Linked DNA regions of Ostrinia nubilalis: region 2 is linked to region 1. The links are chromatin contacts, called in public Hi-C maps. All regions are on one chromosome and are shown on one strand. The core of a region is the stretch at or near the end of the contact, and the rest is flanking DNA. Distances in the headings are between cores, read along the strand shown.

The links. A called contact is a pair of places that touch in the nucleus more often than the background predicts.
Region 2: a contact with region 1 is called in a Hi-C map of whole larva, with 2.8 times the contacts expected there. The contact joins the promoter of LOC135073850 here to the promoter of LOC135073835 in region 1. A contact is called at or near these places in 2 of 5 Hi-C or Micro-C datasets (whole body and whole larva).

The regions. Positions count from the first base shown.
Region 1 is chr8:7,169,577-7,174,916 of ilOstNubi1.1, reverse strand. LOC135073835 (acidic leucine-rich nuclear phosphoprotein 32 family member A) reads right to left here and starts at 3,109. Exons shown (of 7, transcript XM_063968039.1): 1 at 2,925-3,109; 2 at 755-1,131; 3 at 565-644; 4 at 65-202. The coding sequence starts at 2,972.
Region 2 is chr8:7,381,232-7,386,571 of ilOstNubi1.1, reverse strand. LOC135073850 (guanine nucleotide-binding protein G(q) subunit alpha) reads left to right here and starts at 2,380. Exons shown (of 9, transcript XM_063968071.1): 1 at 2,380-2,665; 2 at 3,145-3,348. The coding sequence starts at 3,231.

The DNA of each region.
Region 1 (5,340 bases), core at 1,860-4,359:
TCTTTTATGGGTAATCATCAGTTAACAAACACATAACAAGCATCAGAAAAAATGCGATGCTTACGTCTCATGAGATAACCCATGTGGAATAGTAGCCCATACACACTGTATAATACCATTGGGAAGGTGGTTCTGTCCTCCGCTGGTCTTTCCGTTATGCTATCGTCATCTATCACCAGTGAACCCAAATCTATGTCCAAATCTGTAACGCAGTATAAAATTTGGAAGACCCAATGGTGTTATACAATAGCTATAGTAAAGCTACTACAGACAAGAGAGCAAGCTATGGAATGATGTTGGTTTTTATGATACATAAATCTTATTTTACCAATGTTTTTATGACACACAAGTTCTATTTACCAAATTAATTAATGGAGTTTAGAATTTTTTATGATTATATTTCTTCATATTTCAGATTAAAAAAATAATAAAATTAAATCAGATACAGCTAGGAGTATTTTGCTGTCAAATAATTAAATGTTGCAGACATTTAAAGTAATTTGTGGCTGCCAGCAGTACCAAGACCATTTTATCAGTAGACAGAATTTCCTTATTAATACTTACTCTCTTCGTCACTATCATTGTTTCCATTCAATTCGTCTTCTTCTTCACTGTCCTCAACTTCACCATCGTCTTTGTCAAATCTGGAATGATAAAATATAAATACATTCATAAAAATAGTCACAGAAAGTATCAAGGGGATTAATGTTATTCTTATTATTGTATTTAAGTATGTGTTATGATATGAACTTACCCATCCAAATATTTTAATGATGGATGTAAACCGAACACCTTACTCCTGTAGTCGTCGATACCTGTGACTTCATTGTTGAAAAGATCAAGATTCTTCAGATACTCAAACTCTTCCAGGGGTTTCAGTGTTTCTAAATCTTTGATTTTGTTCCCCGATAGGTTCAGGTGTGTCAACTTCTTGCAGCCATTGAGGAAATTGAGGCCATTGGATATTCTGTTGTCAGAGAGTTCCAGCTTCCTGAGTTTTGGAAGTGTTGGGAAACCTTTGAGGGTTGTGAGTCCAACATTATTCAGGCTTAGTATTTCCAAGTTGGTGTACTCATCTGTGAGGCCGATGATGTTGGTGCTTCTACAGTTGTCCAGATTCAACTCTTTCACCTGAAATAGAAGCATTTTTTGGATTTTAGAAAATGGAGCATTGCTACATGGGTTTACTACATGCTGTTGAGTATTTATAAGAATATCAAAATTATTATGTTTTTGGTTTATTATTCCTTCAACAAGGTAATAATAATTACAGGACTAAGTGAAACAGTCAAAAAGCTCAAACTTCAAATTCATATACTTAATATGATTCCTCCTAAGATTGATATAATTAAAATTCTAAAAATTAATTTATGCATCTAGTCAACTACTTAGCTATAACGCCGTTTCGTAATATGGGGCTTAAATATTGCTTAAATGCTGATCCTAATACATTATAGTGTCAATTATTGCTTTAGTTAAATATGGTAGGTAGGTCATAGGTAGTTGTTGAGACTTGTGATGTGATAATCCGACAGCATGGACTTATCATAGCTAGAGTAGGTACATAATAAAGTACCTAGGTAGGTACGTATTTATACCTACTTAACAACAGTGTTTCGAGCATGTTTCCAGAACATACAAAGATCTGTATACGTCGGTTTTTGAAAGTGGATTCAATATATAAAAATATGGTAGGATTTTACGACGAAAAAGGGCTCGAATTGGTAAAGAATTTCGATTAATTGATAAAATAAGTATTGAAACTGGCTTGATGGTTATTTTTATTGATAGTAGAGCGAGAAACGTCAAAATGGTGTGAGTTGTCAAAGCGACTGGCGCAGTTGCTAAAATCTGAGAAATGAGTGTCTTTTTTCGAGAAATATTGATTGAAATATCAATGGGATGTGTTCGTGAAGCTATTTATACCACAATATGTTATTTATGTGTTGTATTTTGCGTATAGAGTTGAAATCGTTTTCGTTTTGCAATGGCGGATGACACGAATCATCGCGACGCAATAAAAATGGCCGCTGTATGTATTGGTAAGGCGTGCGTCAATGACTGCAGACAAAAATGTGCTAATAGAATGAGATAAACTCTTCAAAAAGCTATCTACATAAAAATCTTATGTCTTAATTAAATTCATTGATCTAACGCACTTCAATCGTAGTTATTGCGGATAAAATAACAAGTAGAGTGAAAGGGCGCGAAATTATGCCGAACACCTAGTTAGTTTAGAATAGAAACCCTTGCGGTAGCAATGTGGATATAATTAAATGAACTGTATAGATTTATTGTAATGTTGTTCACGCTTAATTTAGAGAAGATAGACACGATAAATTGGCTTCACAAAAATGTATTGACATTGACAAGCCATAATCAATGAGCCCTATTTTTGAAATGCAATAGGGTTTCGGTGATGATTACTACTTTAATTTCACATTATGAAGTGAAATCAATAGAATTCAGACAATTTAATTTACTGTTTTACAGATTAGGATCATAAATAGGTCTAATCCACGTAAATTCGTACGTTTCGACACTTAACCTCAATATGTGAATATTTACAAAAGAAATGATTCCACCTGCTAAAGAACCTCACATGAGTGTTCTCTGATTATGGGTCATAAGCCTAAACTAGTAGTATTATCAGAACTTTACAAATATGTAAAATACATCTGTAATAAATATGTGCACATGAATGAAACGTAACAGTCGGTAATGGCCAATTTTCTGTATACAATAGCGCCACATATCCAATTAGGAAATGGATTTACATACTTGATTCACGAAATATCATGAAGAACCCACAAAAACAACCATCTATTGAAAGTATTCCCATTTTTTACGTATTACATCTATGTACCTGACGAAATACGTATCGACAAAACATTCCAATTTATCGGAAAATAGAGAATAATTACCTGTGAAGGATTCCTTCCTCTTAGCTCCAAGGCGACCCTCTTTTCCATCTTGTGGATTTTGGTATTTTACACTTTATTTCACTTCTCAAACGCTTTTACAATATTTCTCAAGGAACTATTCACTAAGCTTGGGTTTCAAAACAGAAGGAAACTATAGATACACGAGTGACGTCGCGCTTGTGGCGCTGTCTGGTGGCAAAATATGGCAACCGGAAGTACAGTCATTGAGTGTCTTAATATCTCAAAAGATAACATTTGAAACCATACATTAATAGTAAATTCTATAAATTGGTATAAATAATTTAAAAATAAATTTTAAACTATAGTTTTTAGTTTATTTACTCCTTTAAATTAAGTTTGGTTCACTTTTACCAGACCCTCTTATGGTTGTGTTGGTAGTATTACGCAGTTGGCAGCTTTGACCGCTGCTTGGCGGGATTTATAAACAAATTGTGTTCCTGGTATTGTGGCAAGTAGGTAGAGCAAGTGCCCAGGACGTGGACCCAGGAATATTTTAGCAAAGTTTTCAGAATAATGAATTGAACGTTTAGATATTATTTTACTTCATCGGTTTTACAAACTACTGTTTTAGAATAAATACCACGTTGAGTTAAAAAATGTTTTCCAAAATTAATACAGACTTGTAAAAATGACTTTTTTCACAATGTACCTAATTACCTAATAATAAATAATTGAAGAAACAAAATTACTAAAACTTGACAGTAATTATGGCAAATGATGCATCTTTGTATGAAAAAAAATTAAGTAAGTATTAATTTAAAAGTAGGTAAGTAAGTACCTTGGGAGGAACAGTGGTCGACAGCAAAATATGTCATACTAAATTAACTTAAAAAAAAGAAGTTGTGTATGAAATAAAATTCCACTCATTTTGTGACTGTGTAAAAATACCACGTTGACCACCGAGCGAGTGTTTGTTCCTCAAGGCAGTCAGTCAGTTTTTTTGTCAGCAAAATAAAATAACCGTACAATAGTAACTATTGCTAGGTGATTTATTATCTGTATTTAGGTAAGAATGTAATAAATACGAGGGTGGTCTGAAAAGTTTCCGACCTAACATAGATACAAGATTTTTTTTCTTAAAATTTATTTTTATTTTTCTACATAGTCTCATCTACAGTAATTAGTCGGCGCCAAAACTCGGATTTATTGCGCCTAAACTGCGCCAACAGAGCATTGGAAATGTTCATTCGAACACGTCGTTGGTCTGACGTTAGCAAACGCGGCACCCAACGCGCGGACAGCTTTCCCATGCCTAAATCTTGATTTAATATGTGACAAACACGTTCTTTGGACATTTTCATTGCCTCTGCTATCTCTCTCACTTTAATTCGGCGGTCGTCTAACACCATTTGGTGAACTTTAGCGATGTTATCGTCAGTAGTTACAGTTTTTGGACGTCCCGAACGTTCATCATCTCCCAAGCTCTTACGGCCACGTTTAAATTTGGCTGCCCAAAATTTTACTGTGGTAAATGACGGTGAAGAGTCCCCGTACACAGAATCTAACTCATCTTTGATTTGCGTAGGGGTATTCCCTTTCAAAAACAAATATTTTATAACAGCTCGATACTCGATTTTTTCCATTTTCACAAAAATACTCACATCGACTCACTCAAACGACTTTCAAATAAAAACCGCGCGTCCAAAATGGCTGAAACTTTGAAGTGTTGCTGTCAAAAGATGCACAATTACATTCCCTGACTTTAATTGATGTGTGCTGCCATCTTCACGTTGAGGTCGGAAACTTTTCAGACCACCCTCGTAAAGCTAGCATAAATTAGAACTTATGATTTTATTTAAATATAGTCTAGTTAACTGTTGTATCCGGCGACCGTCGACCCGGTGTGGCGCCACTGGTGCGCAGCGCTGATAGCCACGGGTTCGATTCCTGGTTTAAATAAAATTGTCTCTCTTGCTAGTACCTGTTATTTTTAATTTTTGCAATATTTATTGGGGGGAAATGTGAAATTAATACCAGATCCATTGTATGATATAACCACCCGTCCACCACCCTACGAATATTATGAGCTATGAAATATAATATTTTCTTTTGAGGTAGATAGATACATAGAAATGCAGAGAGCGGTGATGTATGGATTATAATTATTTTGGTCTACCTATGTATATTTTATGCTGTACATACATAGAGAAACTCTGTCCACGACTTATGCTCTACATCTTTGTTTTTTTATGGCCTAAGCTCTATCGCTCTATGCTCTAATTTGGCAGAAGACGTGTGTGTCATGCAAGTTGTTGTCGCAACTTGTTTACATTTTACATCAGTGTTGTTTTGGATTTATCTTTATTTCATAATAAGCACTATAATCTTAATGGCTCGCAATAAAATTGAGTACTACATCGGCATCATAAAGAAAATATTGATTTTCTGCATAATT
Region 2 (5,340 bases), core at 1,131-3,630, 210 kb before region 1:
AGGGAAGGCATATTTTAGAAGGTAAATAATTAGTTTGTACACTTACCATGAGTAATGGGTTTATAGGTCATATGTTCTGGTGCATTGGAAGTAGAAGGAAGAGGTTCAAAAGTTGTTTTCGCAGAAATACCAGAATCTGGTATATCCACAGCTCCCAAACATGTTGAATTTAGTTGTTTGGTTGTAGTTGTAAGGGGAACTGAAAGCAGATAATGAAATGTGAATTGGGTAATAAAATGTCATGTTCTTTTCTTACCCAACTTTAGGGTACAATCAGTCTAGTACATGTCTTGCTCACATTAAAAATTACTAGCTTATAAATATTATTAAACTAGCTGACCTGGCTAATTAATGTAGATTGCCTAAAATTTTTCAAATTGGTCCGGTACTTTTTTTGAAGAATTTGTATTACACAAATTACTAAAGTCCCTCTAACTCAACACACATTCTAAGCTAAATTGTGTTACGAGTGGGTTTACTACAATATTCAAGCTGTGGGGTTCTAACCCGCACTTTAGGCTATCTTGGCTTCGAGTTACGGAGCCGATCAAATACAAACAAACAATTAAATATTTCCTTTTTATATTATTAGTATAATTTTAGATAAACATACCTCGTTCAACTGGATTTGACTTCTTTGGAATGCAATATGAATGATCATAAAGAACTGTAACAAAGTATAGATATAATTAATAATTGAAATTATATATTATTTATTGATAAGCGTACAACACATGTTTGTGGTTACAAAGAAAGAACCTTGTTAAATTGCAATCGGTTGGTTTGTTTTGGAAACCAAAGAAAATTAATTAAGACATCTAAATAATTCAGAAAAATTGATAGATAGTAAATTAAATTTAAAAAAAATAATTGAAGTCATCATCATACCTGTCTTGAGGTTTTCTTTATTGGAGTCTTTTACATGAAGAGGAAACTCTGTCAAAACTTCATCTGGCAAGATGGGATTGCTCAATTCCAGTGTTGGAATAGCTGAGTTCTTCAGCCGAGTTCCTTTGGCATTGAAGGATTCAGGAGTGAAGTGCCCACCACAAACAAACTTCAGTTGGTGTAACTTTTCAATAGGTACATATGCTAAGTCTTCTATGCCAGCATTTTTAACCCACATTCGACAACTGAAATAAGAAATACCTATTAGAAAAGAAAAAGAATAACAAACTGAAATTTATTCATCAACTAATTTCTTTTAGTATTGTTATGCAATTCATTTACAGAGTACGAAACAAAATACTGAAATTAAAAATTGGTTATGGTTATTTACTGTATGATTAAAAATATTAATCCCAGCCTTTAAGTTTACACAATCAGTAAAATTATCTTGTAATAAATGAGTGTTATTAGAAACTTACCGGTCAGAATCCAGAGGAAAACTACTCAAAAGTAAGGGTGATCCACCACGACTTCCCCTCTTATTACAAATAACGCACTTCTTGTTGTTTCTACTCTCCATTATCAGTAGAAGCCTAAAATGAAATAGGTATTAATTAAACAAAGCCTATAATTTCTCTCCAACCAGTGTCAATGCCCTGGTTCATGCATTTACCAGTTTTGATAGTACATTTACATTTTCATCACATAGGGTTGTTTTTAATGAAAAATAGATTTGTAATAGATCTAATATTTCAAGTAAGTAGATAACATACCCATTAAACAGAAAAGTAAATAAGAGTTTAAACTTCTGTAGAAGTTGAAACACAGCTTATTTAAAAGAGTCTCTATCTCACAAAAAACATAACACTGAACAGCAAACTTTATCACGCCCGATACGGAGGAACTTAATCAACTCAACGTAAACGACAGAAAAGTTTATTTACAGTAATATTGCACCAAATCTGAAAAAATAACTTCACACGAATCAATTCGCCGGTTTAAAACTCAAACTCAATTGACAGACATTTTTTTTCATTTGTCAAACTAACAATACTACCAACATAAGGACACTAACAATTATTTTTAGTATGGTGGTATTGATCCGCGGGTTCCCCTGCTATAGTGAAATCAATCCAAAATGCACTTTATTACTTAAGGGATAAGGTTGTATATCAATTGCTACATATAGAGACTAGTTTTTGTATGAGAAGTGTCTACCCACTGGCATAGACAGCCAACTGTTTTGTTTTTTCTGTCGGCTCCGTCGCTAATGTGATCAAGGAATACGTCGTGATGCTGCTAAAATATATTTATCGGTCATTTAATTTATTTAATTATTTAAATAAAATACTGAATTTAATCTCTAAATTCTCAAAAATATACTTTAATTTATAAATTAAAAATTAAAACGTAGTAATGATAAAAATCACTTCAAAAAATGATGAATGAAATAAAGTTGAATGACAACTGACAGATAATCTGTCATTAAATTTGATGAACATGGGAATTAAATTCAATTTTCGTCTTCAATTAATCAAAATTTACATTTACTGAATTAATTTTCGCATTTTAGCAGTTTTTTAAAATCCACCCTGAATTCCAGACAACTATTTTTTATTTGCTAATACTCTTACAACGCACGCGCAGAACATCTATCGCCCGAAATTTCCCAGCGCCATATTGAGAGGCGGACGTTGTATGACTTGAGTGATTAATCGTGGTTAGTGCAATAAATTGAAGTGGAACAGTTGATCGTGCCCTATGGATATACATTTGGGTACGTAATAAGTTAAAAAATGCAAAAACAGTGCCTCAAATATCGTGCAGTGAGCCTTGGCGAGTCACATCGTAACCTAGACATAGGCCGTTCTAGTTATCAGTAGATTACCTAGGTATCATCAATCCGCTGTTTGCTTACAGTTTTAATCTTATTAATACACACGTGTGGTGAATAGCCATAGGTTTCTTGAATCTAGTTACATTAACGAGATTATACGATCGCTCCGCAAGGTTCCACGGTCGTATATAAACGGATTTCGAAGTGTTTATGTCGGCAGTTGACAGAAGCGTTTATGTATATGACCGATCATAAGTCACCACACCCAGTGACCGCCGGATTGTCGGTTTTAGTATAAAATAGTTCTTAGTTCGGATGATTGTTCGCGCGTCGTCGCGTCGGTGCGTGAAATAGTGCGAAATGGTGGTTTTCGTGACACGTAAAGTGAGATGAGAGTGTAATTGTAATATAATTTCTAGGAGTGGTGTGCCTCGGTTGAAAGGCCTGCCGAAAGGACAGGGCTCCGCGCGCGAGGACGGATTGCGGCCCTCCGCTCTGAGGAATCATGGAGTGTTGCATGTCAGAAGAAGCCAAAGAACAGAAAAGAATCAATCAAGAGATAGAGCGGCAACTCCGAAAGGACAAACGCGATGCCAGGAGAGAACTCAAACTGCTACTGCTTGGTGAGTCTTTTTCTAGCTATGTTACTATTTTCAGACACTATTTTCCATGTTGGACATGGTACCCAAAGTTAAATTTCTTTACTAACCTCAAACAGGTTATCATTGGTATGGCAGATTTAGTGCATCCAATACTAAGCTAATTATTACTTACCAGATGAATAAGCATAATAGAGTAGTACTTGATATTTTTGAGAAATGCAACATACCGACTAACCATAAAAATAATTTTGCTTACAGTACATTAATAAATTATTACCAAGCTGAAAACTTATTTTATAGGGCTTTACAAATCCAATTTAATGTTGCAAATTATGTCAGTTTTTTGTCTGAAAAACTGTAATATTTTTGACGTAAATTCAATAGTTATTTTCGCAATCAAATATCTGCTAGAACAAAGTGTGATTTATTGAACCAATAAATATGCCTACTTTGCTTGTAAATCTGCACGGAAGAGGAAAAAGTGGGTTGACCCCAGTTAAACTTGACAAATAATTATGGCTGCTGATCTGATGAGTCTGTACGCTTATCTATCTTTGAAGTGTTTACCTTATCTGTAGAGTAACATTCAAATAACTTGATTTCCCTATTAAGAAATGCATAAAGCATTATTGTATTTCAATATCACTTTTCTGCCCCGAAGTATTGAAAAATGAAAGTATAAAATGTATTGTTAATTGTTATAATTAATTTGATCATATAAAAATAATAGTAGATCAGATGCAACATCAATGAATAAGAAGAGACTTCTCTAGCTATAATTGATTTTTTGTTAGAGTAACATTTTCCAGCTTGTAACATATGAACAAAAGCTGTTAATTACTCGGAAAGAATCAGTCAAATTGCATGAATATAACATTCCTTGGTTAGTGTGACATCTCATCTATGATTTTTAAAACAATGAGAGAAAGGGCACTATATCAGCTCATAATATGAGTGTCATATAAGTTGATCAATATCTCTATAAATTGGACTCACTAACTTTCTTGTTACAAACAAGAGCTTTTAAAGATTTTCTTGTTTAATATTCCTCTATAAAAAAAAAATAATTCGATTTAATGCAGTAGGATTCAATTCCAACCAAAACTATTTTTATGGCCATTTTCAGTAGCTCAAAAAGGGTCTAAATTTATCACTGATACACATTGAACTGATACAACTGATACTGAACAGTTGATTAACATTTAGGTATTTGATTTGAATTTTTCTATCAAATCGTTTATTGTTTCGGTCAAGGTTATGCTGTAAATTGACCTGATCACAAGGTCTGGTTCAAGTAAATAATTGAACATAATGATCTCATGAGAACAAAAATACCTACTTTACAAGTCTTATAAAAATTTTCTCAAATATATTAACTAGGACCAGGTTACGTTTGAGCAATCAATTATATTATTTACTTACTGCCTTATTATCTAACAATGTATGTTTAGCTCAAAATACTATTTTAGTTATAGCTAAGTTTAACTCAAATACTAAATTATATTTTGAGAAATAATTGGGTTTGGTGTCATAAATATAGCTTTACCAAAAACCCACAAAACTGCACTGATAACTATTTTATTTCTACCTTCTAACTACTAATATTAATTGAACCATGACTGCATAATAATTATAAATTACATATTTTTATAATCATTGTATAATCCAACATATCATTCCTCATTTATATATTATTTTTAGTTTGTAAGAGCAAAATTAAGTAATAAGTTGCCCATCCCGAACTCCAGAACTTATAAAATGACAAAAAATAAACTGATCGCTAAAATGAGCCGACTTAAAAGTTAGTAGTTTGGCTTCTGTAGGCATTAATTTTTGTGTTTTTTCTAGGACTGTTATTTTAAGGAAAATATTGTAAATATTCATGCCATTATTTAATTCGAACACTGGTTTTCTATTTTGTTTGAGTCTGGCTGTTCTGGGAGAAATCAAATGGCAAATAGCCCAAATAAAAAAATATAAATGTAAAAACATACCTAATAGAATTGTACATGG